Regions from separate parts of the Mus musculus genome. Here all the other regions are linked to region 1. Evidence: chromatin contacts called from public HiChIP or PLAC-seq and promoter capture Hi-C data. All regions are on one chromosome and are shown on one strand. Each heading gives the region's core, a stretch centred on a gene start, on an enhancer-like site or on the middle of the called end of the contact. The rest is flanking DNA. Distances are from core to core; before and after follow the strand shown.

The links. Promoter capture Hi-C pulls out the DNA fragments that hold promoters and counts their contacts. HiChIP or PLAC-seq counts read pairs in DNA pulled down with a chosen protein or histone mark. Capture Hi-C pulls out chosen DNA fragments and counts their contacts.
Region 2: a contact with region 1 is called in a promoter capture Hi-C map of hippocampal neurons, with 7 times the contacts expected there. The contact joins the enhancer-like site here to the promoter of Setmar in region 1. A contact is called at or near these places in 5 of 39 promoter capture datasets (cranial neural crest, embryonic stem cells, hippocampal neurons and 2 more) and 4 of 115 datasets of contacts at active chromatin or transcription factors (astrocytes, embryonic hindbrain and embryonic stem cells).
Region 3: a contact with region 1 is called in a promoter capture Hi-C map of second pharyngeal arch cranial neural crest, with 3 times the contacts expected there. The contact joins the enhancer-like site here to the promoter of Setmar in region 1. A contact is called at or near these places in 6 of 39 promoter capture datasets (cranial neural crest, hippocampal neurons, second pharyngeal arch cranial neural crest and 2 more) and 3 of 115 datasets of contacts at active chromatin or transcription factors (embryonic stem cells and stem cell-derived neural progenitor cells).
Region 4: an H3K27ac HiChIP or PLAC-seq map of thymic regulatory T cells shows a contact between it and region 1, with 6 times the contacts expected there. The contact joins the enhancer-like site here to the promoter of Setmar in region 1. A contact is called at or near these places in 6 of 39 promoter capture datasets (the C10 cell line, embryonic stem cells, liver and 2 more), 4 of 115 datasets of contacts at active chromatin or transcription factors (bone marrow-derived macrophages, embryonic stem cells and thymic regulatory T cells) and 1 of 9 other capture datasets (adipose tissue).
Region 5: a contact with region 1 is called in a promoter capture Hi-C map of liver, with 6 times the contacts expected there. The contact joins the promoter of Arl8b here to the promoter of Setmar in region 1. A contact is called at or near these places in 7 of 39 promoter capture datasets (the C10 cell line, embryonic stem cells, liver and 2 more), 4 of 484 Hi-C or Micro-C datasets (B cells, bone marrow-derived macrophages, regulatory T cells and 1 more), 12 of 115 datasets of contacts at active chromatin or transcription factors (the 230-238 cell line, bone marrow-derived macrophages, cardiomyocytes and 7 more) and 4 of 9 other capture datasets (adipose tissue, embryonic stem cells, liver and 1 more).

Annotation. Positions count from the first base shown.
Region 1 is chr6:108,063,514-108,066,536 of GRCm38.p6, forward strand. Setmar (SET domain without mariner transposase fusion) reads left to right here and starts at 1,532. Exons shown (of 2, transcript NM_178391.4): 1 at 1,532-1,726. The coding sequence starts at 1,568.
Region 2 is chr6:107,166,810-107,169,832 of GRCm38.p6, forward strand. No RefSeq gene overlaps it. Among named protein-coding and RNA genes, the nearest start is that of Gm34933, 26 kb to the right of the region's middle. Within about 2 kb of position 1,507, at least 8 of the 459 cell types and tissues checked have an H3K27ac peak or open chromatin away from gene starts, as enhancers often do. A contact at or near this core is called in hippocampal neurons, where this site is marked.
Region 3 is chr6:107,239,170-107,242,192 of GRCm38.p6, forward strand. No RefSeq gene overlaps it. Among named protein-coding and RNA genes, the nearest start is that of Gm34933, 46 kb to the left of the region's middle. Within about 2 kb of position 1,477, at least 1 of the 459 cell types and tissues checked has an H3K27ac peak or open chromatin away from gene starts, as enhancers often do. A contact at or near this core is called in second pharyngeal arch cranial neural crest, where this site is marked.
Region 4 is chr6:108,874,682-108,877,704 of GRCm38.p6, forward strand. No RefSeq gene overlaps it. Among named protein-coding and RNA genes, the nearest start is that of Gm6749, 4.6 kb to the right of the region's middle. Within about 2 kb of position 1,475, at least 93 of the 459 cell types and tissues checked have an H3K27ac peak or open chromatin away from gene starts, as enhancers often do. A contact at or near this core is called in adipose tissue and thymic regulatory T cells, where this site is marked.
Region 5 is chr6:108,781,650-108,784,672 of GRCm38.p6, forward strand. It overlaps Arl8b (ADP-ribosylation factor-like 8B), which reads left to right and starts at 1,410. Exons shown (of 7, transcript NM_026011.3): 1 at 1,410-1,728. The coding sequence starts at 1,606.

The sequences.
Region 1 (3,023 bases), core at 282-2,781:
CTTTTGCAGAAATAAAGAACTAAAGAGATAACAGACAAATATCCCAGGATAATAAAATTCCTCTGCCTTAATCTTAGCACACAAACATTACTCTGGTGCTAAGCAATGATTTATTTTCCTACTGTTCTGTATTCCTGCCCATGCCTTACAGGGATAGAGTAACTATGAAAGGACCATTCTTCTTTTGTTTATTGCTTCTGCTTTTCCATCTCTTCTCTTCCTATACAACCAATGCTACGCTCAGAAAATCAGAATGCTTATTCTACCTTACAGGGTGAAATGTTGTCCTTTTTCTAGAATTGAAAATAAAGCCAATTAAGACATTTAGATGCAGTGGTTCATGCAAGTAGTCCTAATAATCAAGAGGATGGAGAGTTCAAAACCACACTGGGTTTCATACTAATAACCTGTCTTGAAACAAATCTAGCTAAATACACACACACACACACACACACACACACACACACACACACACACACCTAAGTATATAGAATATATTTATTTATGCACACATACATTTGTAATTTTTTTCTCTAAAACACAAAGATGAAAAACCTAAGATCCTGCATTTTGTAAAGCTGCCCCGTTTGTATGGATCTGTAACAATTCCAGAAGCTAGAGTAATTTGGTGACTTTCATAGATAACTCAGGAACAGCCTACCTGCAAGCTACTCATCAACTACTCCCTTCTTCCTCTGAAACCTCTAAGAAGAAATGCCTGCTCTGCCGTGAAGGCCCTTTGTCTGCCTGTCTGTCTGTTTGCCTGTGTCATCAATGTATCTTCTAATGAATCTCTTATAAGGACAATCTATTTCAGTGTCCCCCTTTAGCCTCCAAACTTTTGGTCAACAAGAGTGGATGCCCTGTGGGACCCTATTATCACAGAAAGCAGTGAAGATAGAAAATTAGAAGAAGAGGAGGAGGAGGAAGAGGAGAAGGAGGGGGAGGAGGAGAAGAAGGAGGAGGAGGGGATAGAGGGAGAATAAGAAAAAGAAGCAAGACAAGCAAAATGGGGAGATTTGGCAATGTTAACATTTTCCACCAGATACAGAAACTCTGGCGTGATCAGTGAGTGACTCTACTCAAAACAGGTTTTTGTTGTTTTGTATAATGGGACAAGGTGAGCTTACAAGGAGAGGACCTTATCAAAAACAAATTCTGTGCCAGTCACCCAACTTCTCCGCGGGTTCTAGATCTTTATATTCTCTGGACTGTATTTTCTCCCTCAGCTTAGACGATACATTTCCAAACACCTACTAAACCCTCAAAGGCTGAACAAACAACCAGGCTTCACAAGGTTCCCCAGAAAAAAACGAAAACATTTCAAGTTCTCCAAATTTTGTACCTTTTGTGGTTCTGAAATTATCAGCTATGTATCTAGTTTAAAACAGTGGGATCCAGAGGAAAAGCACCCCAACGACGCTGAGGGAGGTATCTCCCTCACCTGCAGCCTGTTGGGACGGAAAACTACAACTCCCATGAGGAAGTAGGGCCGCAGAATCCACAACTCCCAGCATCCTCCCGGAGGCCCAAAATGGTCAGGCGAGTAGTCGAAGCGAGACCATAAATGTCTGCGGAAGGTGTGGAGAAGCTTTCTCTCGAGATAGCAGCATCTGAGGAGGAATCTGTAGCCCCGACAGAACAACAAGATGTAGCGTGCGGCCTGGAGAACTTGCCTGTGAGCTTGTGGCCTTTGGGGGCGGAGCCCAGGCCTAAACCTTTCCAGGTAGAGGCAGGGCTAAGTGGCTGAAAGGGCTGGGGGTGGTGCCCTTTTCTTTGGGGGCGGAGCCAGAGGGCGGCGCTAGAGGGCTGTCCCTTTCCCCCGGGGGCGGGGCCAGTGCCCTTTATATGGGGGCGGAGCTAGAAAGCAGCTCACCGATCTTAGGGGCGGTGCTAAAGGGCCTGTCTATTTCCCTTCTCTCCCCAGGCGGGGCCAGCGCTGTTCTAGACTGGGTTGGAGGGATGTCCTGTAGCCCCACAGGGGCTGACTACAAGACTCCTCTTAATTCTCACCAAGGGGAGCCTGCACCCTTCCATGTTGGGGCGGAGATAGAGGCCTGCGGACAGCCTCCATGGAAGGAACCAGAGAGCTGCTTATATCTTGAGTAGTTGAGGCCAATGCCCATGTAGAGCCAGGTCTAAAGAGCTGGGGGGAGTAGGAAGCTGGGGGGGGGGGGGGTGAGTAGGAAGGGGATTGTTTCACACTTCGCTGCAGAGCAGAATTCCAGGGCTACTCACTGCCCCCGGGGGCGCTAGAGCTCTTTCCTAGAAGCCAAGAAAGAGAGACACATAGCTCCCCCACGTGGTAGTAATTGTCAAATTGGCTGTAACAACAGGCTTCTTCCCCCCCACACACACACACACACCCCACCCCACCCCCGATATTTTTATTTTTTTTTTATTAGCACACGGGGTATCTAGTTTAACTATGGCATTTTTAAAATGTTCATTAGCAAATGTTGATTATACATAATAATGAGTTTTGTGATGACATTTTTCCACATATGCACAGAAGGTGTTTTGATGATATGCACCACCACCCTCTCTGGTCCCTCACCCTCTCCCAGTAATCCTTCACCTTCCTGGCTAGTGCCCCTTTTATCTTTCATCTCGCTGTGGTGAGTGTGTGTGTGTGTGTGTGTGTGTGTGTGTGTGTGTAGGAGACAGAGAGCCAATGAGTTTCATCAAGGTTGTTTACTGGAACTGCAGTCTTCTTGACGTCTTACTATTATTTACTCTTTGAGAATCCCATACAATATGTTTGTCATCCTTTTTCCCTCCCCCAAATCCTCACAGATCCTTGCCCACCTCGCAATCTACCCAATTTCATGTTCTTTCTCTCTCGAGGGGGAAATAAGCTGTTGGTCTGAAAGAAAAGTTCTTAAATGGACAGAATTTAATATTTTTCTTTGAACCTGTAATAAGACCTTAACAAGGATTCTTACCTTATACTGTCTGTAAAATAGCAGTTCCCTAACATGTGTGTGGCAGAGGCGTGACTTTTCAGAAAGCTTTTTCCCCCT
Region 2 (3,023 bases), core at 257-2,756, 900 kb before region 1:
CAGGCATATCTAGCCTGGAGGCCATGGACAACATGTACCCCAGGATAGCTATGAATGAAGCCAATACAAAATAATAGTTTACTAAAGCACAAGGTTGGGACTAGAGAGCTATCTCAGAAGATACGTGTTTGCTGTGCTTCTAAAGATTCTAGGTAAGCTTTCTGGGTCCCATGTTGGGTAGCTCACAAAGATGTGCACCTTTAGCTCAAAAGGATCTAATGTCTTCTACTACTACTACTACTGCACACACACACACACACACACACACACACACACACACACACACACACACACACAGAGAGAGAGAGAGAGAGAGAGAGAGAGAGAGAGAGAGAGAGAGAGAGAGAGAGAGAGCGAGCGCGAGCTGTGGAGTGGCTGCCTTATTCTCTTGCTCCTGTAACTCAATGGAGAGGGTCTTGTGAATGGATTTTGTAAATGATGATGTCATATTGCCATGTCAAAATATTGAGCATACCTAAATATTCAGGATTCATGTAAATGCCACCAACTTTGGGTATCCAGACATGAGGATAAGGGAAAATATTATGGTTCCATATGGACACTGGAGTGAAAGACATGGATATTGGATAATCAACTGACAATATTATCAAAATTGTTTTTCTAACTTATTTCTGTATGGTGGCAGCAGAAAACAGCAAAGCAAGAGGAAAATCATACAAATACTATAATGTATAATATGCTGTGTATCCAACCTCACAAGTCAGTCAGAAGTAGTCTGAGAGTTGAAATCTATCTTCCACCCCTGAATTCATCTCTAAAAATTTTTTAATCCTTTTAAAATCCTTCTGAATTCCTCTGGGATTACATTTCATTTTTGTTTTCCTTTGTACATATTATCACAGTGTCTGTTATCCTCTTCAATCTTGTTGAAGAGTGTGTGTGTGTGTGTGTGTGTGTGTGTGTGTGTGTGTGTGTCTGTGTGTGTCTGTGTGTGTCTGTGTATGTGTCTGTGTGTGTGTGTTTGAGTTAAGGGCATATTTCACAAGGCTGCAAAGGTTTTACTTGCTACAGATGAATTATCATAAACCAGTGAGAAGAGAATAATATAAGCATATTGAGATGTGGGTGTCAGGCAGCGAGTTAGAATTACCCATTAGCTACATTGACTTGCTCCCACACATCAGCTTGTCTGTGTGCTCCATTGCAATATGTGTCTGAGCAAGATCTGAAATCAAAGCATGTCATGAACTATCAGGTTCATCAGCAAACAGTCAAAACTGCTTATGCCAAATCCATAAATGCCAAGGATCTTCAACACAAATGTAAACTATTAATGAACTTTATAAAATGTGTAAAATCCAGTGATGATAAGAATTTGAAGCAAGAAAATCCCTTCTAAGGGAAGAGTTGCTAAAAATAATCATAGGAATTGTCAAATATTCACAGCAGATTTAGAAGCTTCGTTTGCACCTTCTTGGGTGCTGATTTGATGTGGGAGACTAAAAACGTCCAGAGTTCTATAACATCTACATTCAGTTATGAAGAGGGAAAACTTCTAGCTCTTAAGGACTGCTTTTGGAACTCATCTGGCTGCCTTTGTCTTGACAGACACATCTAACTGGCTTCCAAGGAATCTTTGAACATACAAAGAACAAATGTAGAGCCATTGCAGTAGAAGAAAATAAAATCAAATGGTCAACATGCACAACAATCCAAAATCTTACAGTGTGCACAGTATAAGTCCCTCTCACATGCAGAGCAAGACATTTTCCTTTGAAGGTGATTTTTCTTTTCCTATAAAACTTTTAAAAAATCATATTCACCTTCCTTCCCTACAACCCTTTGCAGAAATATCTCCCTTTATATCTACTCAACTTTGTATCATTTGTGTTTTATTTGTTTTAAAGCTCCATGAAAGTCAAAGACAGATCAAATCCCAGCATGAAGAAGAGAGTTGTGTCCATAATCCCGCTCCTTGCATTAGACACATTGGAAACGTTTAGCTGCTGGAAGAAAGAGACAGCTTTTCTCTAAGAGTGTAGGCCTTGCTGCATGGAACACATTCCTATAAAAACCATGCATCCAAGAATATTTGGGCAGCATGATTTGGTCATTGGAGACTAAGTGAAAACCAACAAATACTAGATTTTCAAAAAATTGAAGACTAACATAGAAAAAAAGAGAGTTACCTAAGAATGAGTTTATCTCTATGGTCCTAAAGCCTGGTAGCTGAAAATACTGAGGACCCACTAATTAAATATATGCTTTTTTTCCAGATAATGCAACTAATCTCATCAAGATGAATGGTTAACGAGTTAAACTGTTAGTTATGTAGATGTGTGAGATTAAGTTCGAAAGGGAGATTCTTACCAATGCAAAATTAAATTTAAAAAAATCACTTTGATCTTGGTTTCATGGGGTTATATAATATTGCAGTAACAAATTAACCAAGATATTTGGTTGGATATATATAAAGATGCAAAGATGTCTCAGAATTTGTAATTATTTGGCATGGAGGCTGTAATAAAAATATGCTCAGTTGTTTGCCCAGAACATTTAGAAGTGAAAGTTACTAAGCTCAGTTGGATTTAAATACTAAGGCTATCAGTTCAACTTCCCTCTCAAAAAAACATTTCCCATACTATCTACAAGTTGTAATGTATCTTATCTCACTAACAAATTATATGAGGATTCTCAGATAAATTCGCATCTACACAATAAAGTGACGTTAGAAAGAATGAAGATTAAAAAACCCAGTTTGAGTTGATGAACTTAATGAGGTAATGTCTTGTTCAATGTCTTGTTGAGAACATGTGATCTTGAAGAGAGTTACCACTTAGATAATGGCATGTGTCATCATGATGACACATGTTATTCTTGGAAGAAGAAACTGGGCAGGATCAATGAAGTATGTGGTGCTTCAAGAAATCTAAGGATTCTTCGGACTTACTGACTGGGCTAGAAAACATCAGGTATGTTTCCTAGAGTCTGTTCTGTGCTACTGTCATTTAGGGATACAAATTCATCTAAGGTTAAGGACTACATCAAGAGTAACAATTTCC
Region 3 (3,023 bases), core at 227-2,726, 820 kb before region 1:
TGCTCACAGTCAGCTAATGGATGGATCACAGGGCTCCCAATGGAGGAGCTAGAGAAAGTAGCCAAGGAGCTAAAGGGATCTGCAACCCTATAGGTGGAACAACATTATGAGCTAACCAGTACCCCGGAGCTCTTGACTCTAGCTGCATATATATCAAAAGATGGCCTAGTCGGCCATCACTGGAAAGAGAGGCCCATTGGACTTGCAAACTTTATATGCCCCAGTACAGGGGAATACCAGGGCCAAAAAGGGGGAGTGGGTGGGCAGGGGAGTGGGGGTGGGTGGATATGGGGGACTTTTGGTATAGCATTGGAAATGTAAATGAGTTAAATACCTAATAAAAAATGGAAAACAAAAAAAAAAAACAAAAAACAAAAAACAAAAAACAAAAAAGAACAATGTAGAAAAATGAAAAAAAAAAAAAAAAAAAAAAGGACTAGGGTAGGGGTTCGCTATGTTACATTCCAGCAAAGAATCTGTCTATATCGTTGCTTAAATCTGGACAGTTTTAGTAAGGGTAAATTTGAAAGTAATGGAAAGAGTTGTTTTTCAGAGGAAATTTCAAGAAAGCTAACATTTAGTATGTGTCGGTTCACTGGTCTTCTCTAGGCCTATAGATGGGAGGGAGGGAGGGAGGGAGGGGGGAGGGGGAGGGGGAGAGGGAGAAAGAGAGAGAGAGAAAGAGAGAGAACTGGAGCAAAAACACAGAATGCTAAGGGAATGAGCTTGAGTGAATTCAAAGTTGCAGACAAAACTAGGTATAGACAAAGCATCTATAACTGCTAAGGAGATAAATACAACTAAGTAGAAACCTAGCACTCTGCACTGCAACCAGTCAGATAGCCCGAGGCTCCATGCTGCTCCCTCAAAGTCCTAACTGTTCAAATGAAAATGCATTTGAATTGATATCTCAAATGGGGTTCTTTGACTGAAATCAAGGGATAGAGAACTGTTCGTTCAGGTTCAACTGCCCAAGGGCACAGAGTCCAATATAGCTGTGATAGCAAATGGCTAGCCTACATCTTGAGCTGACAACAAAATCTAGCAGCAGTTGTCACAACACACTGGCTCTGCAGACATGCAAAATGCAATAAGGAGGAAAGGATGGAGGCTTGAATCCCAAGCTTGTGTGGCAGAGGTGGTTTCTTGCAAGGAAATCTTCAGAGGCTATTGTGTGGAGCTACAAAGGTCAAGCCAAGCTCTAATGGAGGTGCCAGAATGTTGAAGGTGCTAGATCTATGGGATGTCTAAAAGAAAGCTTCAGGTATTCCCAGATTTCCAGGAAACAGAATGGCAAAGTTATTCCGTGTCTGTAGGATATGAAACACATTTAATAAGAGAAGTCATGAAGATATCTGATGATAATGCCCTGGATAGGTTCTCTAGCAATGGCTACCTCACTTATGTATAAGGGAGTTGGGATGCAGCTCCCTGAGATGTGCTCCATCTGTCATCCATTACTTTGCAGATATTATTTACTTTGCTGCCGAAAAGTGTACCAAGATGGTTATGGGGTCTCTAGAGCATTCTGCCTAAGTAGTAAATTGGCCATGACAATTTCCTAAATCAGTAGGTCAAGCCCCATTAGACAGCTATGAAATTAGTTTAGTAGGTCATAGTGTGTATGTTTGTATGTGTGTCTCTGTGATGATAAGTGTGTGTATGTATGTGTTTATGCTATATGGGTCTATGTGCTCAAGGAAACAGAATACAGCAAAACAAATTACAGTGTTAAGCATGTAAGTAAAAGGTTATTATTTTTAAAAAATTCAGTTGAATTTTTACTGTTGAGTTAACTAAGAAAAAAATTTAAAAGGTGTGTTTTTTCTACTTAGTTTGATCTTACAGATAGCTTTAAAGAAAATTCAGAAAGGTATTTATTCACCTTATACCAAGAGACAAGTTGTCTAGACAAAGAACTAGAAGTCTATGCACTAGAAGTTGGACAAGGTTAGAAGAGAAGATTTAAGCAAAAATAACTATATGGTAAAGCAAATGCATATCCCAGCCCTAATCAGAATCCACACAAAAGGGCAAACTTGGGGTGAAGCCAGCAGCATGTCAGACTGACAGAACTGCAAGGTAAGTTTTTTCTCTCTCTACAATTTTATATAAAAAGAAACCAAGAGAGAGAAGCCTGAGTGTTTTTTTTATATTATCATCTTGCCTTGGTAACTGGTTAGAGAACACAGTGTGGTACAGGGAACCTTGGGTTTTAGGATAGTTATTTCAGAAATTAGAGATGTTTGAGAAACTATAAGATAATTGAGATATAAAAAAAATCACAAAAATATCCTAATAATCTCTCTCATTCTATTGAAGAAGCAGAATGACTCTCTAGACTATGTAGCTTATAACAGAAGTAAATGAAAGCCTCTTCTGATAGACTTCCAATCTGACCTTCTTTCTACTCTACTTTTCTGTCCTCATTTCTAGCTACCTACAGATATCAAGGAGAAAGCAGGAAAAGACCAGATTCCAATGTTACTAAGATTCCTACTCTGTGACACACACACACACACATACACACACATACCAAATAAACAAACAAAAACTATTATCGTTTTCTCCTATTGTCCAAACAGCAAACCAAGGTACAGGTCCACCATAATACAGTGGAGTTTATTGGGCTTACAAAGTAATGGATGAGGGGTTATATGTAACAGAACAGAAGGCTTTAAAACATCCATACTTGGAAGGTCTGTATATAGAATAGATGACTACTTCCCCATGCCACATAGATGGACTCTTCTTACAATTCTATGTCCTCTTGGATGCATGTGCAGTTAGGACAGAATTGCATACAACTGGGTGGAAGGAGTAGCATGTTACTTCCATGACCATCTCTCCTCCTCCAGGAAGGTCAGTAGTCAACAATCTATGATCTTTTCCAAACAGACACTGCTGAACTCCTGAAGATGGAGGAGTTTGCCTTAAAGCCCTGTACAGTATACTTATATCAGAGTAACAAAATCCCAGATCACAGTTTTAAATAATTGGGTGATTTTATGTAGAAGTGTCTC
Region 4 (3,023 bases), core at 225-2,724, 810 kb after region 1:
ACGGGAAGCTGCCAAGATGCAAAGGGGAAACCACTCTCCCCAGAACCAGGCGATGCACTAGTCCAGGGGCTTGTAGCCTCCAGAACTGTGAGAAAATGAAGCTCGTCCCGTAAACTCCCAAGCTGATAATCTGTTTTGGCAGCTGGAGTTGTGAGTTGAAGACAGTGTGAATGCTAAATCTCATTAAGTGCATTTTAACACGCTAATGATATCTGCTTTCCCAAGTTGTGAAATATAAGTCAGAGATTTAGTTTGTTCTGGTGCAGTGCAAACAATGCCCACAACATCCATCAGGTTATGGGGCAGGGCACATGCACATCATCCCTTGGAGAAACTCACCAGGTATTTGTGATTCGTCCAACCCTGTTGGTTCTAGTGTACCCTTACTCTTTGCCTTCCGGGGCCACAAACAAAGAAGAACAGTTGCCAATAGGTTACTAGAACACTTCTGAGTGGGTCTCTGGGTAGAAAGGGTTTAATTTTTGTAGCTCCCTCATGAAAAGAGCTTTTAATGAAAATGTAGCTATTTGCTTCTACAGTGCCATCGGGACTTGCTGGATCACGGAATCTCAGAGTCTCTTGAACTTGCCTCAGACTGTTCCTGGGAATTAGAGAAGTGCTGTTCAGGGGGCCAGTGGGCAATAAGAAAACCAATAACAACATAGTTTTCATGGCCTCAAGAAAAGGCTTCTAAATATAACTGTAGGTTTTTAGGCCTCTACTTTTAAATGCTATCCAACTGTGGAAAAGGGTCATTTTCTCCCATGGCCTTAAAGACATCCTGTGTTTCAGTGTTAGGTTATAAATATAGTTGCAAATACTGTTCATTTCCACAAGAGACCACTATTGCTTTGCTTTTTCTAGTGGTGCCTGCGGAAAATAGAGTTAGAACAGCCCAGGAGGTGAAAAAAAAATAACTGTTCCCAAACCCCAAACAAACAAAAAACAAAACCAATCTAGTATTTTTAAATATAGCACAGACCCTGTCTCAGAAAAAAAAAAACAAGAAAAAAAACATAGTATAAAATATGATCTCATGGTCCTTTGGAAGCTTGTGTTAAAGTCCTGGTGTGTGTGCTGACTGCAATGAGGGGTGGTGGTCGTAATGAGAACATCACATCTGTGTGGGGGTCTTAGTTGTCGAGTCGCAGGTCTTAAATGTGTGTGACCTGGCTAATACAGTATCCTGTGCTCAGCATTTTCATTTTCCAGAGAGTAATCCTGAGGTGTAGGGAAGGGCCACACACTGCTTAGTTAGATGGCAATAGTTCAGCACCAGCAATAAGAATGGGAAAGGAGAAACGGAGACTCGTTCTCTGGAAAGCACACCAGGGTTTTCTCGGTGTTCAGGTGGGTGGTTTCCTTTTCGTTTGTGACATTGTTTTCAGCTGGACAAGGATATGAGACAAAGCTTAGAAGGCTGCCCCTGTCTCCACACGCAATCAAGAACAATGCCAGATTGGGAGGTTCCCCTCGGGGCTTTCTGAGCCTCTCTTTCTTGTCACCTATCACCACCAGCGGCTTCTCTACTTCCTAGACCCTCCTACTGCTTCCTGTCTGTTTTCAGTTTCCATGAGCTATATAAGCAGAAGACAGGAGCCGTCATCAACAGTTGTGGGACTGAAGCCAGACTCTTCTCCAAATTAGTATTCTTCCCAGGTCTCCTGATTTTCAGCCTGTCACATAGGTTTTGGGAGGTGGTTCAGTCAGTGATGTTCAGAGGCTTGGACGACAAAAGATGGATATGCTTAGCAAATCCTCCTCCCCCCTCCCCCTCCCCTCCCCCTCCCCTCCCCCTTCCCCTCCTCATCCTCCCCCTCCCCTCCCCCTCCCCTCCCCCTTCCCCTCCTCCCCCTCCTCCTCCTCCCTCTCCTCCTCCTCCCCCCTCCCCCTCCTCCTCCTCCTCCTCCCATCTACTCTCTTTTCAGCTACAGCTCGTAGTTCTGAGACTACATCAGAGTTCTCCTTTGTGATCTCTTTATGGCTTTGCTACTGGACAGTGGTCCTCAGACTTGAATATGAATCCCTGGGAGTGGCTGCTAAACCATTTCCGACAGCAGGAAATCAGACTCCACCTTTCAGAGGAGTCTGAAACACAGGATGTCTTTAAGGCCATGGGAGAAAATGACCTTTTTCCACAGTTGGATAGCATTTAAAAGTAGAAGCCTAAAAACCTACAGTTATATTTAGAAGCCTTTTCTTGAGGCCATGAAAACTTTGTTGTTATTGGTTTTCTTATTGCCCACTGGCCCCCTGAACAGCACTCCTTTCTCAGGTGGTCCAAGATCCCTCAGTGGATCACAGCACTGAGAGTTTGCTGGGAGACTATTGCCCTGTCTGGCCCTCAAATCCTTCGGGGACTGATTTAACAAGGATTGCAAAAGTGGCTACCTGCTTTCCATCCCTATGGACTCTGCTGTTCAGTAGCTGTTGCATTAGCATGGGAAAAACTGTAGAAAGAGGCAGTCTCCCCAGGAGAACTTGTTTCTTACAAATGTGGCTTCTGAAATAGCAGCCACACCACTTGGGAACTGGTCAGCTGTGCATATTTAAGGGCCACACTCCAAACATACTACACGTGAAACTCTTGGAGATCAGACCCTGGCCCCCCTGTGCAGTAAAGAGCTGGCTCGGTGAGTCCCAATAAAGATGCAGCTTTCCCAATGTGAGGGTCGGGGTCCCTTCCTCTGTACCAGGTGTGACATACCTTGAGATCTATTTGTTATGTCCCTGTTGTCTGCAGTTTCCATATCCCAGTTTTCAATTTCCTATGGTCAATTGAAGACCAAAAATACTAAATGGAAAATTCTAAAAATAAGCAAGTAGTAAGTTTTATGTTTATTATAGAACGTTGTTGTGATTGTCTTGTTTTTACTATCACTGCTAATTTCTTCTAACTTTTCCTAATTTAGAAGATAAACTATCATAGGTATCAATAGGAAGATAAGAGCATATATGGGGATCAGTAGTACCGTCTACGATTTAAGGCACTCCTGGGGGGTTTGGAACCCATCCTTTGTGAT
Region 5 (3,023 bases), core at 160-2,659, 720 kb after region 1:
CACTTTTGGTTTTAAATGAACTTCTTAAGTGTACAGCAAGTGAAAGTAAAAGGATAAATAGCAAGTAGTAGACTGGTAGCCCCACTCCATCAAACTGCAAGGTCACAACATCCAGCAGAGATGACTAGAGTAGCTGATGGAGAGAGCTAACAAAGAAAGCATCCATTAAGTTAGAGATTTACAAATATGAAGCAGAAATCAACTGGGGAAGTTGGGGCAGCCAGCTGGAGTTCCTTTTTAAAAATATATTTTCAGTTAAAATATAATTCCATCATTTCCCCCTCGCCCCAGGCACACCATCCTTCAAAGTCCAAACCACTTCACTGTCCTTCCCCATTCAGGGTCTTTTCCTGGAATGTGCTTCTACCAAACGTCAGCCTGCTTCTCCTTCTCACTTCCCTCAAGCCTTTCCACTCAGGACCACCTGACTTAAAGACAAGCAGGCCGGCTCCAGCTTCTTCTCTGTTCCTCTTCTTTATAGTGTTAAGTACCACGTGGCATTTTCTCGTTTGTTTGCTGTATATGTTCTGTTCTCCACACTGGACTGTAACCCGCAGGAGGGCAGGGATTTTGCTGTCACTAATGTTTTGCTGTGTTAGAAACAAACCCTGTGTCTTTCACATGCTGGGAAAGAAATTTTCCCTATTAATTAATTCATTTATTTATTCACTTTACATTCGGATCACTGCCTCTGCCCCATCCTCCCTTGAGCCCTAGTTAGACCCAGAGTGCTCCATACAGGCCAGGCAAGCATTCTACCACTGGGTTACATCCCCATCCCAGATTCTGATTTTTTTTTTTTTTTATTCCGTGTTCAATTCCTCCGAGTATTAACTTTTTCCTTCAGGGTACATTGCCAATGAACAATTATAGGAAAATTCAATCAAAAAGTGAACGAGGACCAACTCTTTGTTTTTTTTTAAAGATTATTATTATTTATGTGTTTCGTTGTGGGAGTATGCGCATATGTTTGCAGAATGTACAAGGTCAGAAAGCCCTAGATCTGGATCCCCCAGAGTTGAAGTTACAGGCTGATGAGGGCTGCCAGGTGTGGGTGCTGGGTCCTGAACTTGGGTCTTCTGAAAGAGCCTCAAGCACTTTTAACCACCGAGTCATTTCTGTAACCCCACCTTCTGTGTTTATTGAACTCTTGATCCTCCTGCCTCCACCTCTCAAGTACTGAAATTGTTGACATGCGTTTGCTGGGAGACCCATAATTTGGGGGGAAAAAAAAAAAGAAAGAAAGAAAAGAAAAGAGGAAAGGCATGTGACAAGTGAATTGGCACCAAGGCGAGGGAAGGGTGTGTCGTGGGATTCACCATCAGGTGGCGATGTCGCCGGAGGGCGCTGGGAGTCTACGGGACCGCGCCGCTCTTTCCGTGCGCTTCCGCGCCTGCGCTGGGCCAGGCGTGGGGGGGGTAGGGCGAGTCATATGACCCGCTGGGCTTCCTGGCTCCGGCCGTCGCTGCCGCCAGCCTCTGTCTGCCCGCGTCGCGCCAGGGGCCCCGCCGAAGAGCCGTTGGCGGGTTCGGGGCCGATACCCGCTCGTGGGAAAGAGTGTCCGCTGTCGTCCGCGCCCGTCCACGCTCGCAGCCGGCCGCCGCCATGCTGGCGCTCATCTCCCGCCTGCTGGACTGGTTCCGTTCGCTCTTCTGGAAGGAGGAGATGGAACTGACGCTCGTGGGGCTGCAGTACTCCGGCAAGACCACCTTCGTCAATGTCATCGCGGTGAGCAGCCCTCTGCGGGCGGCCTGGCCGGCGTCTCGCGCCTGTCACCTCCCCGAAGGCCGGGCCGGGCGATCCTGCGTGTGTGGGCCTCGGAGTTGTAGCCGGAGGGTCGGCAGCAGGAGGGTCAATTCCACGTTGCGTTTTGGTGGTGGTGGTGGGGGCTGTGCCTTTAACACGGCCTGGAAAGGGTTAATCCGAGTCTGCCACACTTGCTGCCTTTCGGGCCGTAGAGGCTGAAGGGTTAATTCCAACCTGTCACTTGTTCACCCGGACGGGTGAGCCTGGCCTTTTCCAGAACGCCTGCGAAGGGGACGCCTCTCCTAAGTCTCCACTTGGGACGATGGAGTCGCATTGTGAAAGCAGGCAACCCGTGTGGGCGCTTCTGTGAATGCCAGGGGGAGCCTCGGCGCCTCCAGTTCGCTTGGTCTTTGTCACTTGTCCATGGAGCGTCGGAGAGCAAACTGATGACCTAGCTTACTGGGGGAAGCTGTTGGAGAGACCATTCAGATCCCAGTATTTTCTAAGACAGGGAGCAAGGGCGAGGCGAGTCTCGGTTTCTCCACAGCTGATTGTGTTAAACGGGTAGATAGATGGATCTGCATTCAACATAAAGTTTGCAGGCTTTGGTCTTTAGAGAGATTTTTTTTTTTCTTCCCTCTTGCAGAAGGAATTTGTTTGGATTGGGACGTAGCTTATGGAGGCTCAGGGAAGTTGCCTAGTAAATATAATGTGAATTCGGTGGGAGAGTGGTCGTTGAGTTTTGCGTCTTTGATTGGTTGGGAAAGGAATGGGCGTGAATGTCAGTCTTTGGAGCCAAGGAGTCATTGCACAGTTTTAGGGCTGTACTTAGAGGGTTGAGCTTTACAATTGTTCTGATGAGAAGTGGCGGCAGTTCCTAGACCTTCAAGAGGATTGTTGCAATCCTCACACAGGAGACAGCTGAGCTGCCCGACTGGTTTGGCTACACACTGCCCTGGGAAAACCTAGGTAACGTGTGACTCAGTCCCTGTAGTAATAGAGCAACAGGCGTCAGAGAGAGGAGCGGAGGCTCAAATCTCTTTCGAAGATGGCTGAATATATAAGTGTAAGGAAACTTTCCCGAACTTCATGTTAGGCTCTTTCTATGTTGCCTCTACCCCGACCCCAAGAGAACAAGGCAGAACAGACTTTAGACTCTTTCATACTAGAACTTTTCTACAGGCTTCAAGCTGTTCATTTTCTGTTACCCTAGATAAGAATTGGAGTTTCCTCGGGACTCCTGTCCCTTGGGCAAGATCGAAATGGTACACGTGGGT